Regions from separate parts of the Mus musculus genome. Here regions 2, 3, 4 and 5 are each linked to region 1. Evidence: chromatin contacts called from public HiCAR-type and promoter capture Hi-C data. All regions are on one chromosome and are shown on one strand. The core of a region is the stretch at or near the end of the contact, and the rest is flanking DNA. Distances in the headings are between cores, read along the strand shown.

Region 1 (3,950 bases), core at 392-2,891:
AGCTTCAGCAGGGGGGCATTTCATGGAATCCTAGAACCATGCCCACTCCCACACCTTAAACACTGCCTACTGGATTGGAAGCTGACAGTGGGGGTGGGCAGCCAACTCTTTCAGAGCTCAGAGAAGACAAAGGGCCTCCTCTAGACCACGGCACTAAGAAAATTCCAGAACCAGGCTGGGGATTTGGCTCTGCTGGTAGAGTTCTTGGGCATATAGGAAGCCCAGAGTTCCAGCCCCACCACTGCATGGACCAGGCATGGTAGAATACAGTTATCACAACACTCAAGGGGTAGAGGCAGGAACGTCACATGTTCAAGGTCACTCTAGCTATCTATCAAGTTCCAGGCCAGCCTGCGCTACAAAAGATCATGTCTCATACACACAAAGTTCCAAAACCAGGATCAACCTTGGCTCACACCTCCTTCTCAATATTCAGCACCTCCCTTTATGGCTCTCACAATTTCACCACCTCAATCCAGGCTTAAGCGGCGCCACTTTGACATGTTCTGAGACTTAACATGTAAGATTCTTGCTCTGATTAAAACTATCTTCACTTGGCACATCCAAAGCACACTCCCTGCCCCTCTGAGGATAAGCCTTGATCATTCAATAAACCCAAACTTAAGAAAGGTGGTTAGGAAATGAAAGCAGAGCCAGAGCGAGAGGATCTCTGTTCTTCAGGGATTGAAGGCAAGTGAGGGTAAGAACTATCAGTCCATTCCAGACCCTCTTCCAGAACACCCTGGTAACACCAATCCCTAGATTCCAGGATTCACTTGGAAATGAACTCTAGGAAAAAGGACCCTGCTGTGGGTGCCGCGCCCTCTGGGGACACTCAAGTCTGGGCCACAAGCAAGTCTGAGCCACGAGCTGACTTGGCTCAGAGAACCGGGTCAGGAAAACCCTTCAAGCCACGGTGCTTCTAAAAACCACCTTTGATGCTAGTCACACTCTGAAAGGCAACTGGAAGACAGAATCAAAAAGTAATTCACAACCAACAAATCCCTACAAACTTCTTGAACCCAGCTCCCAGGTCACCCAAAGTACAAGTTCCTACCTTTAAGAAAGAAGTTTGGGCAACATTTTATGGATCTGAAAGGGACGGAGGAAGTGGACCAACTCAGGAGGGAGGCCCGAAAAGGCAGGAAGTGGCCATTTGTGGAAAAAGGGAAGGACAGGCAGCAAGGGAAGAGAAACTGGGGCGCCTCCCCCATGTCCTCAGCACCCCCAGATCCGGCTGGGAGTCTCTCCGGCTTTCCCAAAAGACACCTTTCAAGCCAAGCGGGGCGCAGTCCGGGGCGTTGTCCTTCATGAGACGTGTCCCTCCCTCCCAACGTGGAACTAGGAGGCCTGCAATCGCGCGGAGAGCGTACTCACTTCCCTATCCTAGGGCGCACCCCTCGTCTGCGGTCCCCTGCGGGGCACAGCATCCTTACCTGGGGGAGCCGTCCCACCGCCGCTCTGGCTATGCGCACAACCAGAATCGCCGCTCTCACGAGCGCCCCGCCCCGTCCTGGGGCCGGACCCCAGCTGTCCCCAGTCGATTTGTCATTGAGGAGTGGTGAGCTCGCGCGTCCCCACCCCCCGGAGCGCGTTCCCGCTGTCCGCCCGGCAACCCTGTCCTCTCCAGAGGCAGCCCTCCCTTCCGTTCTCCGAGGCCACGCCTATTGACCAATCCGAAGAGGTACTTCCAAACCTTCACCAATGAGAAAACACATTGAGTGTGTGGGCGTGGCACCCACGGAACGGCCCCACCCATTCCCCCTTCCTTTCGGCTCCCCAGCCGGACTCGCGCACGTGACCGCTGCTGCAGTGGCAGAGCTTGGGAACTGGTCTGGGGACGCCGGGGCGTGGGCGGGTGCACTCCTGGGGAAGCCGGAGCCAGGCCAGAGTTGTGAAAAAGCCAAGAAAGACTGAGCTGATAGAAGCCAATGAGGAGGACTGTGTGGCCAAGTGTGGCCTGCGCCCTAGTGTGGAAGGTGATAAGCAGCTTTGAAGACCCTTGGTCAGGGACTGGAAACTCCAGGTGGCATCGCCTCTAGCTTCGCCCATGACACCCTACTAGTAAAGGAATTACAGCTATTAATTTGACCTAGGTCACAGGCCAGGTCAGGAACCCTAACCCTAGCTATAGCCAGCGGCAAGAACTACAAGCTGCAGGCTGCCCTTCATCACCCTCCTACGCTCAGGAGCTTATTTTCTTACGCGTTTTCGACTAGGGTTGATTTTCCCAGCTGAACATTAGCCACTTCTCACTGCCACAGTTGTGTGATACCCCACCCACCCGTACGAACTGGTGCTTTTCACTGTATGGTAATTAATAATTCAACGTTTGTTTCTGATCTTTAAGGAGGGAAACAGTGATAACCGTAGCCCGCACTGTGTAATTATTCTTGCTGATAATTCTAAACTAGGATACTTGTATATTATATCAGAGGCTTTTGTGCTTTGTTTAAATGGTTCCATACCAGCAACTAACAGACCTAGTCCTCCCACTGACAGCATAAGGAGAAGCCAAGTCTCCCTGGGCTAGCAGGTGGCTGGAGGGGTAAAGACACCCGCAGAGACAAGCCCCACAGCCTCAACAGACTTGGACCCCTGTAGACCCCTGGGAACCACATAATGGGAAGAGAAAACTGGCTCCCTCAAGTTGTCCTCTGATGTGCACTCCCTCTTCTCTCTCTCTCTCTCTCTCTCTCTCTCAACCTTCCTCCCTCTGCACACGCAAATTTAAAAGAAAGAAAAACTGCCAGGGCTCTTAAAAAAAAAGATTTATTTTATGTGCATGGGGGTTTCTTTCTCTTTTTGGGGGGTGGTGGTGGGAGGGGAGGGGTGGTCTTATTTTATTGTTTTTTGTTTTTTGTGTGAGACAGGGTTTCTCTGTGTGACTGCCCTGGCTGTCCTGGAATTCACTTTGTAGACCAGGCTGGCCTCAGACTCATAAAGATCTGCCTGTCTCTGCCTCCTAGTACTGGCATTGAAGGCATGCAACACCATGCCTGGCTATGTGCATGGTGTTTTACCTGCACTGAATCTATGTACACCACATGGGTGCTGAGTGCCTGCAAGAGAGGGTACGGATCCCCTGGAACTGGCATTACGGGTTCTGAACCATCGTATGGGTGTTGGGAACTGAACTTGGGTCCTCTACAGAAGCAACAAGTGCTCTTAGCTGCTGAGTCATCTCTCCAGACTGTACAGGAGGCACTTTCAAACAGCTCTCTGCAGAGTTCATAACCTGGGAGAATCACACTGAAGTCTGACAGAGTCAGGAAGTATGGGCTGAAGGAGAATTCCTCCACGTAACCAGCAGTCATGTAATTAGAGAGCACTCAGCCTCCATGCACCTCTGATCCCAGCTAGCCAGTAGGAGCAATACCTCTAGCTGTAGGTACACAGGGCTAAATGAGGTTACACACAGAGTTAATGAGAAAAGCACAAATGCAGACTACCACGGTGAGGGGCAGCAGATGCCATCGTGAAGGCTGCAGCATGTCCCGACTTCCTCCTCAGGCAAGCCTCGATGATCAGATGCAAGCTTAGACAATAATCTGTCCACGCGTGAAATGACGCTTCAGGAGACAGAGTCAAGAATTGGTTTACCAGACAGGCCAGAATTTCCCTGGTCTTGCCCCCTCCCACCTCCATGTAGCCCCGAGGCTGTGGCCCACCTTTCCTGGAGTGTGTTACAGCTGTTCCTGTCCCTTCCACACAGGATGCACTGGGCTGTCTGAAAAGGCTGATGCGTGCTCTACTCCTGGAATTCATGAGTTACACTGGGACCCCATCCTAAGAGTCTTGTTCAAGGTCTAGACATTCCAAGTCCCACCAGAGAGCGACAGGCACAGAAACAGCACTCTGTGTAGTGACTCTCGCACAGGACATGTGCCCTGCTGTGGAAAGGGTGCTGAGATGGCTCGTGACAGGTCTCAGGTGGGGCCCTTGTTCTC
Region 2 (3,950 bases), core at 454-2,953, 870 kb before region 1:
GTGGATGAAGCTAGGATCATACAGTAATGGTTGCATCTGGGATTTGGGCCATGTGGATGAGGAGCTAGGCCAGCCAGCAAGTCATGCTGGACTCTAAAGTTGTCTTTGCTACCATGGCCTGCATCTATTCCACCCAATATTGCTCTATGTTCCTGACCACTGATTCCTGTGTTTTGCAGTGATGTGCTGGCTCTGCCCATCTTCAAGCAGGAAGAGCCGCAGCTATCTCCTGAGAATGGGGCCCGCTTGCCGCCCCTACAGTATGTGTTGTGTGCCGCCACCTCTCCAGCGGTGAAGCTACATGAAGAGACCTTAACATACCTCAATCAAGGTAGAGGCCTCCATAGAGTTGTAACCCGGGTGCAGGGGACAAGTGGGATAGTTAGCAGATGATGTGCAAGACCCTGTTGGGCCTCTTTACCTGTAACTTGGGACTAGGAGTCGGGCGCAGGGTCAGATTCTGTGGCTTAGCTTGTGTGGCTTCCCAGGACCTACATGACTTCACTGGGTAAATGGAAATATTAAAAACTGAACCAGGGGGCTGGTGAGATGGCTCAGCGGGTAAGAGCACACTGACTGCTCTTCCAAAGGTCCCGAGTTCAAATCCCAGCAACCACATGGTGGCTCACAACCATCCGTAGTGAGATATGACACCCTCTTCTGGTGTCTAAAGACAGCTGCAATGTACTTATATATAATAAATAAAATCTTTAAAAAAAAAAACTGAACCAGGAGTGGTGATGTGAGCCTGGATTCCTACTCCATACACTAAGGCAGCCTGGACTACAGAATAAGACTCGAGAAGGGGGAAGAGAAGAAGGGAGGAAAAGGCAGGAGAGGGGCACCTCGGAACAGTCCTCATGTGCCTTCAGAACTCAGTGGTCCTCAGGTGGTTGCTATTACTGTTTGGTGCCTTTGGGACCTGGTCTGCTGTCCTTTATAGAGTAACAGCTGGTCCACATCCTCCCTAGCTCAGAGTCAGCCTTCCACCTGCCGGAGAGCAGCTGCCCTTGCTGGCTCTAGCACGGTGACCTGCATTATTCTCGGTGCCTCAGGGATTTCTTGTGTAAAAGGAGAAAGTCTGATTTTGGGGGGTTGTTTAAAGAGGTGAAGGTAAGTAACCTGCATGGCATGATGACAGTTGTGCAACCATCAGTCCTTCCAGTCTTTGTTGTGTTTTGAGTTGGAGTCTTGCTATGTAGCCCAGGTTAGCATGGAACTCAAGATCCTTCAACTTCCTAAGTGCTGAGACTCTGTCTTGTACTCTGTCTAGCTTTTAATACTTCTTTGAAAGTCTTTTTATTATGTTTATGTATGTATGTATGTGTGGATGTTTGTATACGTGTGATTACATTATGTATACCTATAATTGTATGTGTGTGTGATTACACTTATATATGGTGTGTGTGTGTGTTTGTGTTTGTGTGTGTGTGTGTATAAATGTGCACTTGAAGTCAGAGGAACTTGTTCTCTTTCTTTCACTATGTAGAATTCAGGTCACCGACTTGGTTGGCAGCAGGTGTCTCTGCCCAGCCAACCATCTCACCACCCCATGTTCCCCTTTTTGAATGTTTCATTTGTCAGACACCCCAGCGGTACCCTGGTGGATAGAGCTTTGTTGGTGTCTGTTCTGATGATGAGACTGTATTTAGCACTGTCTCCTGGACTGCCGCATAATCCAGCCAGTGCCACTGGTTGCTCTGCTAGGGGTTGGAATCTGGGAGGGGCAGCCTCCTTTCTGTAGAATTGCCTGTTAGATTTGACCTTGCCCATGTCCAGAACTCATAAAAAATGGAAGTGGCTGATCTACCTCTGTGTGGAATCCGTCCTTGCTATCCTGTCCCTGAGGAAGGCACTGCTCACCTATGTGGGCTGCACACTTACTACTCCTGTAGTAGCTTGGTGGCCATTGATGGCAGCAGGTGACAAGCCAACTGGAAGCAGTCCCTTGTGTTTGCACAGTGGCTTCTGTCGTTGTGCTTTCTTACTTGTTGAAGGTTAAATGCTCTGAGCAGTCTCTCTCCTTGCCGGTCCCCTCATCATTCCATCACTCTTCCCCTAGCCCCTTCCCGATTCTTGCTTAATATTGAGAGGGAAGAAATGAGACCACTGAACTGATGTGGGTTTTGTTTGGGGCCATGTTCCACGTGAGCACTGTGAGGTGTTGTTGCTGAACAGGGACACTGTGTCTGTCCCCTTCCCCATCTTAAGGCTTTCTTTGGTTGTGTTTGCCATGCCCCTCCGCTGTGATTTAGCCAGTGTTAGAAGGTGTTTACTAGCATATGAGGTCTTACTAACACGTTTAAAAGAACATCCTCTTTTCCATCATAAGAACATCCTCTTCTCCATCATAAATGTTAAAAGAGAGAAAAGGGCCCACTCTGAGGTTCCATCCATCTGCTTGTCTTAACTTAGTATATTCCCTTTGGATATTTATAGATTTATTATTTTACAATAGAAGTTGAACCCTTGCTCAGAGAAGCCTTGCAAAATAGTGGTCTATCACAGAACTACACTCCCTCCACCCCTAGATATTTTTGGTTATGCATTCTTGTTTTTTGATATTTTGAGACAAAGTATCTCTGATTCCAGAGATCTTGTGGACACCCCAGATTGTTTTTTATGAGGTTTTACAAATGGCTGACTAGGCTTGACTGACTAGTAAAGTGATAGATGCTTATTACAGAAAATATAGATTGCTTTGACATTGTTTAGAAGGGCTGGAGATAGGTCAGTTGTCAGAGTACTTATGTAGCATGAAGGAAGCCCTGGGTGATTTGATTGATAGTACCTTATGAACCAAGTGTGGTGGTACACACTTGTAATCCCAGCTCTCTGAGAGGCAGGAGGATTAGGAGTTCAAGGTTATCCTCACCTACATAGAGAGTGAGGATAGCCTGAGATGCTTGAGACCCCTGTCTTTGGGGAGGGAGGGAAGGAGGGAGGGAGGGAGGGAGGGAGGAAAGAAAGAAAGAAAGAAAGAAAGAAAGAAAGAAAGAAAGAAAGAAAGAAAGAAAGAAAGAAAGAAAGAGAAAAGAGAAAGAAAGAAGAGAGTCTTTCAAGCTGGATGGTGTACATCTTTAATCCCAGCACTTGGGAGGTAGACACAGGCAGATCTCTATGAGTTTGAGGCTAACCTTGTCTATAGAGTGAGTTCCAGGACAGCCAGGGTTACACAGAGAAATCCTGTCTCAAAAAACTGAAGGGCTGTGAAGAAAGAGAGAGAGAGAGAGAGAGAGAGAGAGAGAGAGAGAGAGAGAGAAAGCAAGCAAGCAAGCAAGCTAGCAAGCTAGCTAGCTAGCTATCAGGATTATTATGAGTTATTTAGCCATACACCTTTAATCCCAGCACTCAGGAAACAGACAGGGGAATTTCTATGAGTTTGAGATTGGGTCTACACTGTGAATTCTACATTGTGACAGCCATCGTTACATAAAAACCCTGTCTTTAAAAAAGTTACTACTTACATTCAATGCTTTCCTCTCTGTGGTAACTACTGTGTGACTGTAGCCAGTCAATATGCTAAATATATTAATTGTTGCTAATTTGCATGTTTCTGCCAAATTTTTTTTAAAAATCCAATTGAAACTCAAGAAAGCTTAAAACAAACCGGGTGTGGCAGCGTACACCTCTAATCCTAGCACTCGGGAGGTAGAGGCAGGTGGATTTCTGAGTTTGAGGCCAGCCTGGTCTACAAATTGAGTTCCAGGACAGCCAGCAGGGTTATACAGAGAAACCCTGTCTCAAAAAAAAACCAAAAAAAAAAAAAAAAAAAAAAAAAAGAAAGAAAGAAAGAAAGAAAGAAAGAAAGCTTAAAATAGAAGAGCAAAAGGCAGAAAATTAAAAGAAAAATCAAATTTAAATTCCCTCTAATATCATATGTGTGTGTGTGTGTGTAATTTCATTCATTTGGTGTTGTGGTAACTCTTGCTGTGACACACATGCAAAGG
Region 3 (3,950 bases), core at 581-3,080, 750 kb after region 1:
CTTCTACTTTATGCATCATAAACTAAGGCCCAGACAGGCAAAGGGAGCACCTCTCGGTCCCAGAGCTGGCTCTGCCTTAATCTAGTCTCAGCATCCAACTGACATCTTGGGTGGCAAGGGCAGAGGCTCTGTATGTGGGTGCTACAGATGTCACCTGGCCAGCACCAGGTTCTAGATTTAAGTCTGTTTCCTTCCTGTGTCCTTTATCTTCTCTCTGAGCTGTTGGGAACAATTTCCCAGTCCCTCTTCTTGCTGTTCCTTTAGAGTGTGGCTGTCCTCCATCCTGGGTCTTAAGTAGGCGTTCACTTAGACCCAGGCCTTTGTTCCTTCCTAGGCTCAGAGACCACAGTCTCTTTCCTTGCCCAACCCGTGTCTACCTCCCAAGGTGAGGTGAGAGAAAAGAGGCTACCAGTCTGAAATTAGCATGTAAAATGTAGTGGCAGATCTGGAGATGGAGGCTGATTGGTAGAGAGCTTATGGAGTATACAGGAAGCCCTGAGTTATATCCCTAGAACCATACAAACATCGTGGTAGTGTGTATTTGTCATTTCCATATTTGGGCGGTAGAGGCAGGAGAATGAGAAGTTCCAAATTGTCCTTAGTTACATGATGAGGTTGAGACCAGCTTGGGCTACAGCAGGCTCTGCCCCAAACAAAATAAAAGCTAATGACATCAAACATGTCCTAAGTGGCACACTTCTGTTTTCTCTGTGGGCATCTCCCCTATCAGATGGACTCTTACAAACATTTTGCTGTTACGTTTCTTGCAATACTACCTGGGATTGTTATTTAGACATCATAAAAATCATTATTTTTTTTTAAAAGGATGGCAGTTTTGTGCCTGCCGAAGAGGAAACAAAGTCCATGCACATAAGCCAGGCCTCCCCCCACACACACTCACTCACACACACACACACACACACACACACACACACACACACACTCACTCTCTCTCACACACACACCCACAGACACACTCACACACACACACACTCACACACACACTCACACACACACACAGAGACACACACACACTCACAGACACACACACACACACTCACACACACACACTCTCACACACACAGACACACACACACACAGACACACTCACACATACACACACACAGACACACACACTCATGCACACAAGTTTGATCTGTTAGAAAACAGCATTTTCTCTCCACATCACTTTGCAGAATAAAAGCAAATGAATAATTGATAGAGCTTTTACAAACATCTAGCTTTTCAAATCCTTCTAGAAAAATCCAGTTCGATTACTCGCAGCCGGCAGTTCTGTGTAAAATTTATAATTCCCGACGGGCCCACATTCCTCAGAAATACATCATGAACATTAATTTTTTTTTAAAGCAACACACACTAAAACCCACGAAGCCGCTGCTTTCTCTGTGTGTGCAAACCAGAGCCCTGCACTCTGAAGAGGCTCTTGTGTTTACTGCCTGAACGCCCTCCCTGAGAAGGTGGCCCTGAAATACACACAGCAGACAATCAATCTCCTGCTTTATTTTGACAAGATCTTATTCTACTGTGCTCCTTGCTGCCAGGCTGAGGCTGTGCAACTCTCAGGGAAACACTGCTCTCTCTGGGCTCTGGTAAAATCTGCAGACCTTCAAAGAACAGCACTCTCAAGTGGACCAGAGGATGGCGTACTAGTAAGTGAATCTGGTAGCTGCCCTGGAGCCCCAACAGACTTACCAGCAACAGGTGACTGCGCCATCTGGCCTCAGGGGAGGTCTGAAGTTTTAGAATGCCCAGACAACCCCGCTGCAAGTCGCCTCTTCTGACTAAAGTCTCCACCTTCGGCAGTCTGACTGGGGTTTTTCAGAATTGGGACGGCCACGGGCCCTTCTAGGGCGTGGGTAACTGGGACACCTCCCCTCTCAGTTTGCCCACCTACAGCTGGCCACAGGGACTGGCCCCTGGAGAGGTGGCTGATGTTCGGTTAGAGAGTGCCCTGAGAGAGCAATTCTGCGGGAGACTTCCTGTTTGGGGAGGAAACCTCACTGAAGTAATTAGTGGCTCAGACTGCAGAGTCTTTGGTACAGGAATTGAGGCAGGATGGCAAGCTGAAGCCAGGATGCATAAAATGAATAAATGTCATGGAGAGGTTGGGCAGAGACACTGAGACCCTTGGAGGTACAAAGCCAGCATTATGGTAACAGAAAGTAGCGAATGATCAATTTCTAGGAGGGTAATTCATTGCAATCACCATGGCTGTTACAGGCTTCTCGAGAATTCTCTCAGCAGTTTGTGCTGATAGGGGGATCTTCTTTGTCACCACATGCCAGACAGTGCCTATAGCAGAAGATGATGGACAGACCGCTCTATTATCATTTCACTGGAAATGGTAGATAAGGGCACACGCCCACTCGCTGCTGGCTGCTGACTGCTGGGTTCCAAGGCTTTGAGGGCAGCCCAGAGTTCAGGAACGGTGCTGTCTGGGCTTGTGTATGGGCATATCTGACTGTCTTCAGCGTGTCAGAACTAGCAAACTTGCAGCCCAGTGAAGTCTGTTGCTAAGCACACACGTCCCAGTCTGTGGCTTTATAAGGACCAGCAACTAGAGCAGGTCCATATTGCTCTGACTGGCAGTCCTCTTATGTCTGTCCCTAACAGTAAAGCCTCTTGGGGGTAGGGCTAGATTCTGGAATCACATGGAGTCCAGTGCAGGCCAATACAGAGACTGGTTTTGTTTTCTCTTTCTTCATGCCCTGACCTGTGACTCTCTTGCTCTTGGCCTGCTCTTTCCATCTGAGTTTGAATATACTCCTGACCCACCCAAATCCCACTTCCTTGGAAATACAATTCCCTGTTGTCGGCATCTATCAGCTCCTGTAGTCCTGGACAACATTTACCCACTCTGAATCAACAAGTAAGGCTAGGTTAGCAGTTGGTTGCCCTAAATATGAACTTGAGTTTAACCGCATGCTAACAGTGTGACCTTGGGAAGGCTTCTTTCCTACTCTGAGGGTCTCACTTAGACCAGGTTGGTCTTAAAGAAAGACCTTGAACCCTTGATCCTTCAGCCCCTGCCTCCCCAGTACTTGGGATTACAGGGATACTCTACTATGTCCAGTTTATGTGGGTCTTTGGTTGGAGCCCAGGACTTCATACATAATAAGCAAGACTTTGGACTTTGCCTACATCCCCAGTGTTCCCTATTTTGACCATTAAGTAAAACAGTGACTATGGAAGCCCTTAAAGACACAGGTTACTCAGTGTTTGCCTGTTGTCTGAATCTGCTCTCTGTTGCTGGGGTACCATGTGATCCCTGGACAGTATCAGCTGAGGATAGAAACCTGTGCATCACCCCTAGTCCCTCATTCTGAGCTGTGCTCCCTTGATGCTGGAAGATGCCTGCGGAGGCAGTGGGGTTCAAGGAGGACTCTCCATCACCAGTGAGCCCCAGAGTCACCCAAAGCTCTGAGCAGCAGGATTTGGGACAGAATTCCTGACTCAGTACAGGAGCCCTTTAGCCTACTGTGTCCCAGACAAGGTTGCTGGGTGATCTCCAGGTCCCCTTAGAGTAGCAGTTCTGAGAGGAAGGGACACTTCCCCAGGAAAAGACACCTGCTGGGTGAAGTGGAAAGGAGCTAACATACTCTCTCTGTAGTTCCTTAGGGTTCTACCTGCTCCCATTGGGGCTTTGCTCGGGGAAAACAGAGGTGCATTAAGGTGTCCATCTCTAGCCACAGAGCCTGGATCTCTAGGAGTAAGGCTTTCCAGAATACCACCCCCAGCCCAATCAAAACTCTTGATGTCTGGGCTCCAGTTGCTTCCTCCCCTTCTAGCTCTGACCAGTCAGGAGCCATCCCTCTAAGGACCATCCGAGGGACTCATGTCATCTTTTACATTGGCTCAGTCTTCGTGGGGGCACTGGTTTGCTGGACACAACCACTGCTTCCAGTTTGCTTCTGACCCTTGCACAGGCA
Region 4 (3,950 bases), core at 451-2,950, 730 kb before region 1:
TGTACATTTAGCAAATGCTGGTGCAGCCTTGGGCCATGGCAGGCAGAGGAGGCACCTACAGGGATGGCAGGCTGCAGACACAGCCTCATTGTTACACCCAAAGTGGGTGACAGGTCCAGGATCCACAAGAGTGCTAAGGAGGAGCCTGAAGATTTCCCTGAGGGAGCGATGGAGACCTGAGTGTCACCAGTGTCCTGTGCAACAACAGTAGGGGCTCAAAGAGACCATGTGGGGTTAGGGGAGGGAGGTTGGAACTGAGAAAGGTTTAGAAGTGTCTGAGAGGCTCCGTCAGCAGCAGCTAAGGGAACAGGGGTTGAATAGATAGGAGGCAGGCAGGGAGGCCACCCCGAAGCCCAGTGCTGGACATTGGTAGAAGCAAAGGGCAGGAGCTAATGGAGTGGGCAGAGAGGCTTGGCTAGAGAGGGCGAGAGGGACCTGGGCAGGATGGAAAAGCAGCCCCGAATGCCAGCAATTGGGAGACGTTCTCTTGGCTCCTTGATCCTTATTTAAAAAAAAAAAAAAAAAAAGAAAAGAAAAAAAAAAGAGGGATGGTTCAGAGGCAGCTCCATTGATAAAGTGCTTGCCATGCAAGCAGGAGAAAGAGAATTTGGTCCTCAGAACCCACGTAAGATAGCTGAGTGTGGTGGTACACACTTGAATCCCAGTGCTGGAGAGAGAAGGACAGGCAGAGAAAGGCAGACCCTGGGCCTTACAAGCCAGCTAGTCTAGCATGACCAGAGAATCTCTATCAGTGAAAGATCCCATCTGTTAAAAGAAAAAGAACCTTTATGAGAGAGAATAGGAACGTGGTACATGGGAGGGGCTGAAGAGAGAAAAGGGAGGCAGAGAAATAGTGGAATTACAATCTTGAAAACATTTAAAAAGGATTTTTATTAAAAGGGTTGCAAAAGGCTGAGGAGATTGCTCAGTGGTTAAGAGTACTTCTACACACGAGGACCAGAGTTCAAATCTCCAGCACCCGTGTAAAAGCTGCCCATGTTCGTACATGTGCCTGCCTGTAAGCCTAGCATTACAAGAAGGTGGACACAGGAGGATCTATGGCACTTGCTGGCTGCATCCTGAGCTCCAGAGTTAGTGAGAGACCTTGTTGCAAGTGGATGAAGTGGAGAATAACAGACAAGAACACCTGACATTCTACTGTGATTCACATATACACATTCACATACCACATACACACGTGCTCATACCAAATACACACATTCACATACCAAATATACATGTGCACATAGCACATACACACGTGCACATACCAAATACACACATGTACTTATAACACATACACACATGCTCATACCAAATACACACATGCACTCATAACACATACATATGTGCACATACCAAATACACACATGCACTCATCACACACACACAGAGTATCAAAAATCCAAGGTGCCTGTGGATGAGGAACAACTTCAGAGGTTGACCTCTGGCTTCCACATGCCCTTGGGCATCACACACACACACACACACACACACACACACACACACACACAATTAAAAGTAATTTTTAAAGGAAAGTAGGGAAAGCAAGAGCTAGCACCTCTCAGCTTCACAATCAGCCACTATCTTTTCCTGTTAGTGTGAAGAGGGAAGATTTAGCCTCCGCCTAGGCAGCAGGGAAGGAAGGCACCAGAAGCGCTTCCATCAGCTCATTTGCATTTCAAACAGCCCCGTTTGTTTTATCTCCTAATTAGCATACTCACCCTCAGCTGCAGAGAGTCCATTAGAGGGAACTCTGCTCCAGGCCTGGGCTCCTCCTTTAAATATTTTTAAAGTGTGTGATTAATACACTTGCCCAGGCACTGCCTGCACTGTGCTGAGGGTCAGGGGGCAGGAAAAGAAGGGAAAATGGCTGCTCTCAGGCTGACTGGCTGATTAATCACTGACTCCCTCCAATAAATCACGGCAGATGGCAGGAGCTGGCTGCCCGCCCTGAGGGGCTGCTGGCTGGCTGGGGCTGGAGCAGGGTCGGGGGAGATCTGAACACCTGGGTGATGTTCTCTGGCCTTCCTCAGTGCCACGGGCCTTGGGTCCCTCCCACTCTGTCCTCAAAGTCCCCAAGTTCAAGAGAAAAGGGCAATTGGGAAGACAGAGGAATGTCCCATCACACTCCATGAGCTCCCTGGATAGCTGCGGATGAAGCCCACCACAGAATGGTAGTTACTTAAACTTTGTTGTGTTAGATGTGAGTGTGTGTGAACATGTGTGAACGTGTGTGTGTGTGTGAGTGTGCAGGACTGTGTGTGATTGTGTATGAGTGTGTGACTGTGTATATGTGTGAGTGTGTGTGTGTGTGAGCATGTGCATGAGTGTGTATATGTGGGTGAGTGAGTGTGTATTCATGTGTGTGATCGTGGGTGTCTGTGCTCTGGTGCACCACCTTGTCCTCCCCCTGGTTTGAGGTTGGGTCATTCTTCTAGTTCCCACCCTGCAAGCTTCTGGGGCTCCTCCTGTTTCCACCAACAGTCTGAGTATTGGAGTACTGGGGTGTAGATGCGTGAGAGTGTTATTTATTGTCTGTTTGTTCAAACATGGGTTCTGGGGACTCGAACTCAGGTCCCCATGTCAGCCAAACAAAGAGATGTTTAAGAGGAGTTTTAAGTGGCATGCTTATGGGTTGTGTGCACAGGCCAGGGGATGATTTGCAGAGGTCTGTGGGTCCCAGCCCATGCGTCCTCTGGAAGAGCCCTGCATGCTCTAATCTGCTGAGCCAACTCTCCAGCCCCTCCCCGTTTAAACTCAATGACACAGTTCTTGAGAACTTTGTGGATGATGACATCTGTCATAATGTCAAACAGTTGCACACACTGAGAGATCCCTTCTTTCTCTGGGAATTATCAGAACTCAATAACAAGATCAATTTTAGAAACTGCCAACTTCAGGGTGCGGCGTCTGGCACACTGCGAGATTTGCATAGATTTTTGTATGAATTTTGTATTGAATCCCTGCGCCCCCCCCCCTTCTCTTTTCCCAGGTGGGAGTATGAAGCTTGGCAGGGTAGGTGCAGGCAGAGGGTAGACATGTCCCTAAGGGCAGTCCCACCCAAAGCCTGCTCTTTGCCTGACCTCTCAAGGGGAGTCCCATTCCACAAAGGCTCAGAAATGGAGGTCCCAGAGCTGGGGAGATGGCTCAGTGGGGAAGGCACGTGCTGTGTGGGGACCTGAGCTTGGATCTTTAGAATAGTACACAGTGTCTGTTCCTAGGGCAAGATGGGAGGTGGAGCCAGGAGAATCCTTAGATGCTTGAAAGCCTCCTAGCCTGGCCTACACAGCAGTAAACAAAAGAGAGACCCTGTCTCAAACAAGATGATAGGCAAGAACTCACACCCAAAGCTGTCCTCTGACATGTACCATGGTAGGTTTATGTGTGTGTGTATACACAGACACACAGACACACACAGACAGACAGGCACACACATGTGCACACATGCACATACCCCCTTCACATGCACACATGCATACCACACACACACACACACACACACACACACACACACACACACACACGAAAGTATAAGAAGGTTCAAAGTCCTCACACAGCTATCCCCTGCCCAGGCCCTCTTAGCTTCCTGTCATGCCAGTCCCTCTTAGCTTCCACACCATATATCTCTGGTATATCTCAAGCTGTTCTGTCTGGGGCAAGCTCTTCGATCAGGCCCAGGGCTGTTGTCCATGCTCCCCCATTGCGTTCTGCAAGGTGTGTTCTTTGTCTCTTGGCATGTGCTCTTTTCCAAGAGAGGTGGCTTCTTGGACACAGCTCTGGAGTTGGCCTGAAGTCTTCCCAGGGCTAGAGTTGCTGTGACTAGAACTCTTCCATGTTCTAGCTCAGCCAACCAACGGCCCAGGACAGTCCACATGCCATGAACAGGTAGAAGAATGGCAGTCAGGCCCTCTGTGGCATGGGCAGAAGGGGAGCACACTGAAGCCCTC
Region 5 (3,950 bases), core at 924-3,423, 620 kb after region 1:
CTTCCCACTGGCTTCTCCTTCCTGGATGTTTATAAGCCCTCAAATCTCTGACCTGCTTGGCTAGCCACTCCAGCTCCAGTGGAATTGGAGGCCATGCTTGGTGGGTGACTGAGGCATACATTTTCTTCTATGCTGTCATGAGTCCTTGCTGGAACACACTGTGTTGCTATCTCAGGCTATAGCCACTGCTCAAGGCACAGAAAAGACAGTATCATAGACTAAGGTAACCCACAGCATAGTTTCAAAAGCTATACCAAGGGGCTGGAGAGACAGGCCAGCCAGTAAAGTACGAGGGTGTGAGTTTGACTCCCGGAACCCATGTGGGAGGGAAACAAATATAAGGCCACGCAGCAGCCTGTGCTTATAACAGTGCTGGAGAGGCAGAGACAGGCTGGCCCATCAACCTACAATACTTGGCAAAAAAGAAAAATCTGCCCAAGATTTTTGGATAGGGAGAAAAGTCACCTGGATAGGGCAGACTTGGGCCAGCAGCACTTCTGCCTTGCCCCAGGGTACCAGATATGATGTATCTGCTCATCTATTCGGCTTGGGAAAGAGGCCAAGCACTCCATGACCCTGTTCATCTGATGGAAACGGGAGGCTCGAGAAAGCGACTGCTGAGCAACAAGGCTGGAGCCTTTGCTGCCTTCAGAGTAGATGCTGAGATAATCAGTAAAGTCCTTGTAAACCCACACTGACTCTGCTCCCAGAGTCACTAAGAGTTTAGGGAGATGGTCTTTGCAGGTGACAATCTCTCAGCTTAAGGTCTCCATACCAATGTTCTGTCATCACAGCCTGCCTCTGGCAGTCGGAAGGCGAAGTTCTCAGACTCCCGGGCTGCCGAGCCAACTTGGCCCGCTCTGATGAGAAGCTGGGCATACCTGTATTTACATCGCCCACAGTAGCTTGTTTGAAGTGACTGTAGATGAACAGCATCTCTTCATCAGTTGGCTGAGTCTTGAGGCGCTTCACCTCCTCAGCGGCTTTGTCAAATTCAGCCTAAGAGTGAGGGAGAGGGAGAGGAACGAGATGTAGGTTGCCTGAGTGGGAGAGGCCCAGGGATGCCTCCCATATTCCCTCTTCTTGCCAGGATTCCCTAAGGCCCACCTGTCCACTCAAGCAGTTACAGCACTGTGTCAAGTGCTGGGAATAGTTTTGGCTCACAGTGGAAGTGCACGCCCTTGAAAATTTTCTTGCCCAACTAACTGCCTGGGCCACCACTGGCCCAGATCCAACAATTGCTGGGGTTCCAGTAAAGCCCGACCTATGATCAGCGGAGATTGACTGGGCAGTAAGGGGAAACGTGGTGTGATCAAAACAGTCGATCAGAGTTCAGGAGAGGAATGCGGTGGAATCCAGTGTCTGGAGCCAGCTGGTCCCTTCCTACAGGGGCCTGGAGTTCAGCGTTGACCTCTGTCCCAGTGCCCAGATTAGGGAGAGGCAAGTGGGAGGAGTCAGAGATCGCCCTACAGGGCTCAGTCCTCGGTAGTGGTCTCCACTGGAGGGAAGGAAAAGGCTTCTGGACCACCTCACCTACTCACATCTCTTCTGTACAGGGGCAGGCCAGGCACAAGACTAAATACCTTCCCCGACCTCCAGGCTCTTCAGCCAGGGCCTGTATGAGTGCCCCTCTATTCCATTCGGTTCTTCCCAGTGTGGGATTCAATCTTCCCTGTCCTTCCTTCCCTCTTACGCCCCATCTTTCTTTCGAGGACCCTGTTCCTGCTTCACCCAGGAGTTCAGCCCACCGGCAACTCTCTGGCAGTTCCGGCGTGGGTGGCAGTTTTACATATCTGCAAGGGAAAAAGTTCCGCTCCCCAGGCTATGAGCTGGGCTCGGATCCCAGAAGAGCTGCGGGATATCTGAGGAAATAGACCCGGCTGTCCCCAAACCCACAGCATCTTCGCAGCCCGGCGGGGCACACGCAGTACCTGAGACATACTGGTGAGGTGATACGGATGCCGAAAGCGCGGGAGCAAGCTCAGAAGCAGCAGCAATCAAGTCACAGAGCGCACCAGCTAGCGCCTTTAAAAGCACAACCCCGGCGTTCCAACTGAGCTCGGGCGAGCGGCAGCAGCCAATCAGAAGTCGGATCTGCTTTCGGGGGCGTGTCCATCCTAGCGGAGCGCTCCAACCCTTCCCGGACCCAAGAGGGAGTTTATTGCGCACGCGCGGGGAGGAGCCGCGGGGCACGTTGGGAGCAGGTGGGACGCGTTTCGTTTTTTTTTTTTTTTCCGTGGGGGAAGGGACGGACGGGACATTCTCCGTCAGGGCAGTTGGGCAGGAGCTAGCAGGCACTGAGAACGCGTGAAATGGGGTGCTGCGGGAGGAGAGCAGAAATCAGTATGATTCTTTCCCTTTAACTCTCATGCGGATTGGAAAGAGGCCGGAAGTTGCATCGCTGGTTGAGTAAATTATCCGACTAGAAAATGGGATGCCCCGACCCCTTTCGGAAAATCCAGGGAAGAATCCCCGGTGCACAGCGCAATGGTGGCCCGCTGGACCAAGTCCATATCTAGGCCTTTTCTTCTGAACTTCTGGCATATTCTTTGACATTGCCCATACTTGTCGGTCCTGCACCCCTAACGCAGTCTTGTGTTCCATCAGTGCTTTATAAAGGCGGAGACAATGTGATATAACAAACTTGCACAAGAAGAGGTGCCCATCGAGCCTTGGTTAAGTGAATAACTTTTCAAATGGTTTTTAAACACGTGACCTGATGCTTGCCGACTCCTAGACCTTGGACACGCAGCAGAGGACAAACAGACGAATCTTTGCTACTTTGCAGCGTCTTATAGTGGGTTCATAGTTGATTTAGTTTAAAAAGTAAAGAGTTGGAAGTTATAACTGATGTGTGTGGAGAGGGGTTGGGGAGAAGATGCTGTTTGAGCGAGTCCTGCAAGTCGGAAGGAGCATTCTAGCAGAAGCAGGAGTAAGCAGGAGTTACTGTGGACACTGAGGTCTTTGAATTCTTAGTCTCATTAGTGAAATAATTTAAAACTGATTCGGAAGGAAGCTTGAGGACAATTATATTAAAAGTTTGAGGTAAAAAACCCACAGGACAGACAAGCTGAAAATGTTGACATCCACTGGGGAGAGGAGACTGGGGAAAAGTTTTGCCTTTTTTTTTTTTTTTTTTTTTTTTGGTTTTTCAAGACAGGGGTTCTCTGTATAGCTCTGGCTGGTCTCGAACTCAGAAATCCGCCTGCCTCTGCCTAAGTTATGCCTTTTAAGCTAGACACGGAGGTCAGAGAAATTGAGAAAACCCAGAGTGTTAGGGAGAACATGCTTAGGAGTGCACAGCAGGTTCAGAGGGTTGAGTTTAGACGGCATTCAAATCCAAGAATATGTGTCCCGGGACAAAAGACTACAGCGGGGCAATGAGGAAGTACAACTAAGTAAAACACGACAGAGCTGCAGAAGTAAGAACGAAGTAAGCTGAATAGGTGATGGCAGAGGTTGTTCATTTTGGGCATGCAGGCAGTCATTCTGATGGAGTCATGGGGTGGGGAGGGGACTTTTCAACAGAGGTGATGGTGCTATAGGGGCCTTGGCTCCATGGGAGAAGGAGGAAGGGCGACAGCACAAGTGGGCGGGAGGATTTAGAGGGCTGAAAGAACTTTCTGGCAATGGATACAAAGGTGAAAGAGAGGGGTGATAGAAAATTCTCTGGAGGTCATTACAAAAGGGAGATAGTCTCTTCTCACTTCCTAATGTGTGGCCAGAGGCCTGGGCCACAGTTTGCCACCCTGTCTACCTGCCCCCTCATCACAGCTGTAGTGGTTTGCAAAGGCAGGGCTAGGGCTGCTGCTCGGTGCTGGAGAGAGTCTGTCTGCCTAGTATATGTGAGATCCTGGGTTCCATTCCCAGCCCCGCAAAAGTAGAAAACTTAAGTCCGAGCCTTCAGATGTCACCAGCAGCTTCGGTCATGTTTTGTGGAGTGTTTGGGA

Evidence for each region. Promoter capture Hi-C pulls out the DNA fragments that hold promoters and counts their contacts. HiCAR-type assays count read pairs that join an accessible place to other places. Capture Hi-C pulls out chosen DNA fragments and counts their contacts.
Region 2: a contact with region 1 is called in a promoter capture Hi-C map of embryonic stem cells, with 3 times the contacts expected there. The contact joins the enhancer-like site here to the promoter of Ralb in region 1. A contact is called at or near these places in 3 of 39 promoter capture datasets (embryonic stem cells, hippocampal neurons and liver) and 4 of 115 datasets of contacts at active chromatin or transcription factors (astrocytes, embryonic stem cells and extraembryonic endoderm stem cells).
Region 3: a contact with region 1 is called in a promoter capture Hi-C map of liver. The contact joins the promoter of Steap3 here to the promoter of Ralb in region 1. A contact is called at or near these places in 1 of 39 promoter capture datasets (pre-B cells), 2 of 484 Hi-C or Micro-C datasets (both in the G1E-ER4 cell line) and 1 of 9 other capture datasets (liver).
Region 4: a contact with region 1 is called in a HiCAR-type map of astrocytes, with 3 times the contacts expected there. The contact joins the enhancer-like site here to the promoter of Ralb in region 1. A contact is called at or near these places in 2 of 39 promoter capture datasets (embryonic stem cells and hippocampal neurons) and 8 of 115 datasets of contacts at active chromatin or transcription factors (astrocytes, differentiating embryonic stem cells, embryonic forebrain and 3 more).
Region 5: a promoter capture Hi-C map of adipose tissue shows a contact between it and region 1. The contact joins the promoter of 3110009E18Rik here to the promoter of Ralb in region 1. A contact is called at or near these places in 3 of 484 Hi-C or Micro-C datasets (CD4 T cells, the G1E-ER4 cell line and regulatory T cells), 3 of 115 datasets of contacts at active chromatin or transcription factors (astrocytes, large pre-B cells and memory CD8 T cells) and 2 of 9 other capture datasets (adipose tissue and liver).

What each region holds. Positions count from the first base shown.
Region 1 is chr1:119,503,141-119,507,090 of GRCm38.p6, forward strand. It overlaps Ralb (v-ral simian leukemia viral oncogene B), which reads right to left and starts at 1,642. Exons shown (of 5, transcript NM_022327.5): 1 at 1,437-1,642.
Region 2 is chr1:118,632,063-118,636,012 of GRCm38.p6, forward strand. Tfcp2l1 (transcription factor CP2-like 1) reads left to right here. Exons shown (of 15, transcript NM_023755.2): 2 at 180-331. Among named protein-coding and RNA genes, the nearest start is that of Tfcp2l1, 6.1 kb to the left of the region's middle. Within about 2 kb of position 1,704, at least 7 of the 459 cell types and tissues checked have an H3K27ac peak or open chromatin away from gene starts, as enhancers often do. A contact at or near this core is called in embryonic stem cells, where this site is marked.
Region 3 is chr1:120,257,048-120,260,997 of GRCm38.p6, forward strand. Steap3 (STEAP family member 3) reads right to left here and starts at 1,831. Exons shown (of 5, transcript NM_001379355.1): 1 at 1,714-1,831. The coding sequence starts at 1,735.
Region 4 is chr1:118,774,996-118,778,945 of GRCm38.p6, forward strand. No RefSeq gene overlaps it. Among named protein-coding and RNA genes, the nearest start is that of Tfcp2l1, 150 kb to the left of the region's middle. Within about 2 kb of position 1,701, at least 50 of the 459 cell types and tissues checked have an H3K27ac peak or open chromatin away from gene starts, as enhancers often do. A contact at or near this core is called in differentiating embryonic stem cells and embryonic forebrain, where this site is marked.
Region 5 is chr1:120,119,014-120,122,963 of GRCm38.p6, forward strand. 3110009E18Rik (RIKEN cDNA 3110009E18 gene) reads left to right here and starts at 2,174. Exons shown (of 6, transcript NM_028439.2): 1 at 2,174-2,204. It overlaps Dbi (diazepam binding inhibitor), which reads right to left and starts at 2,083. Exons shown (of 4, transcript NM_007830.4): 1 at 1,932-2,083; 2 at 882-999. The coding sequence starts at 1,940.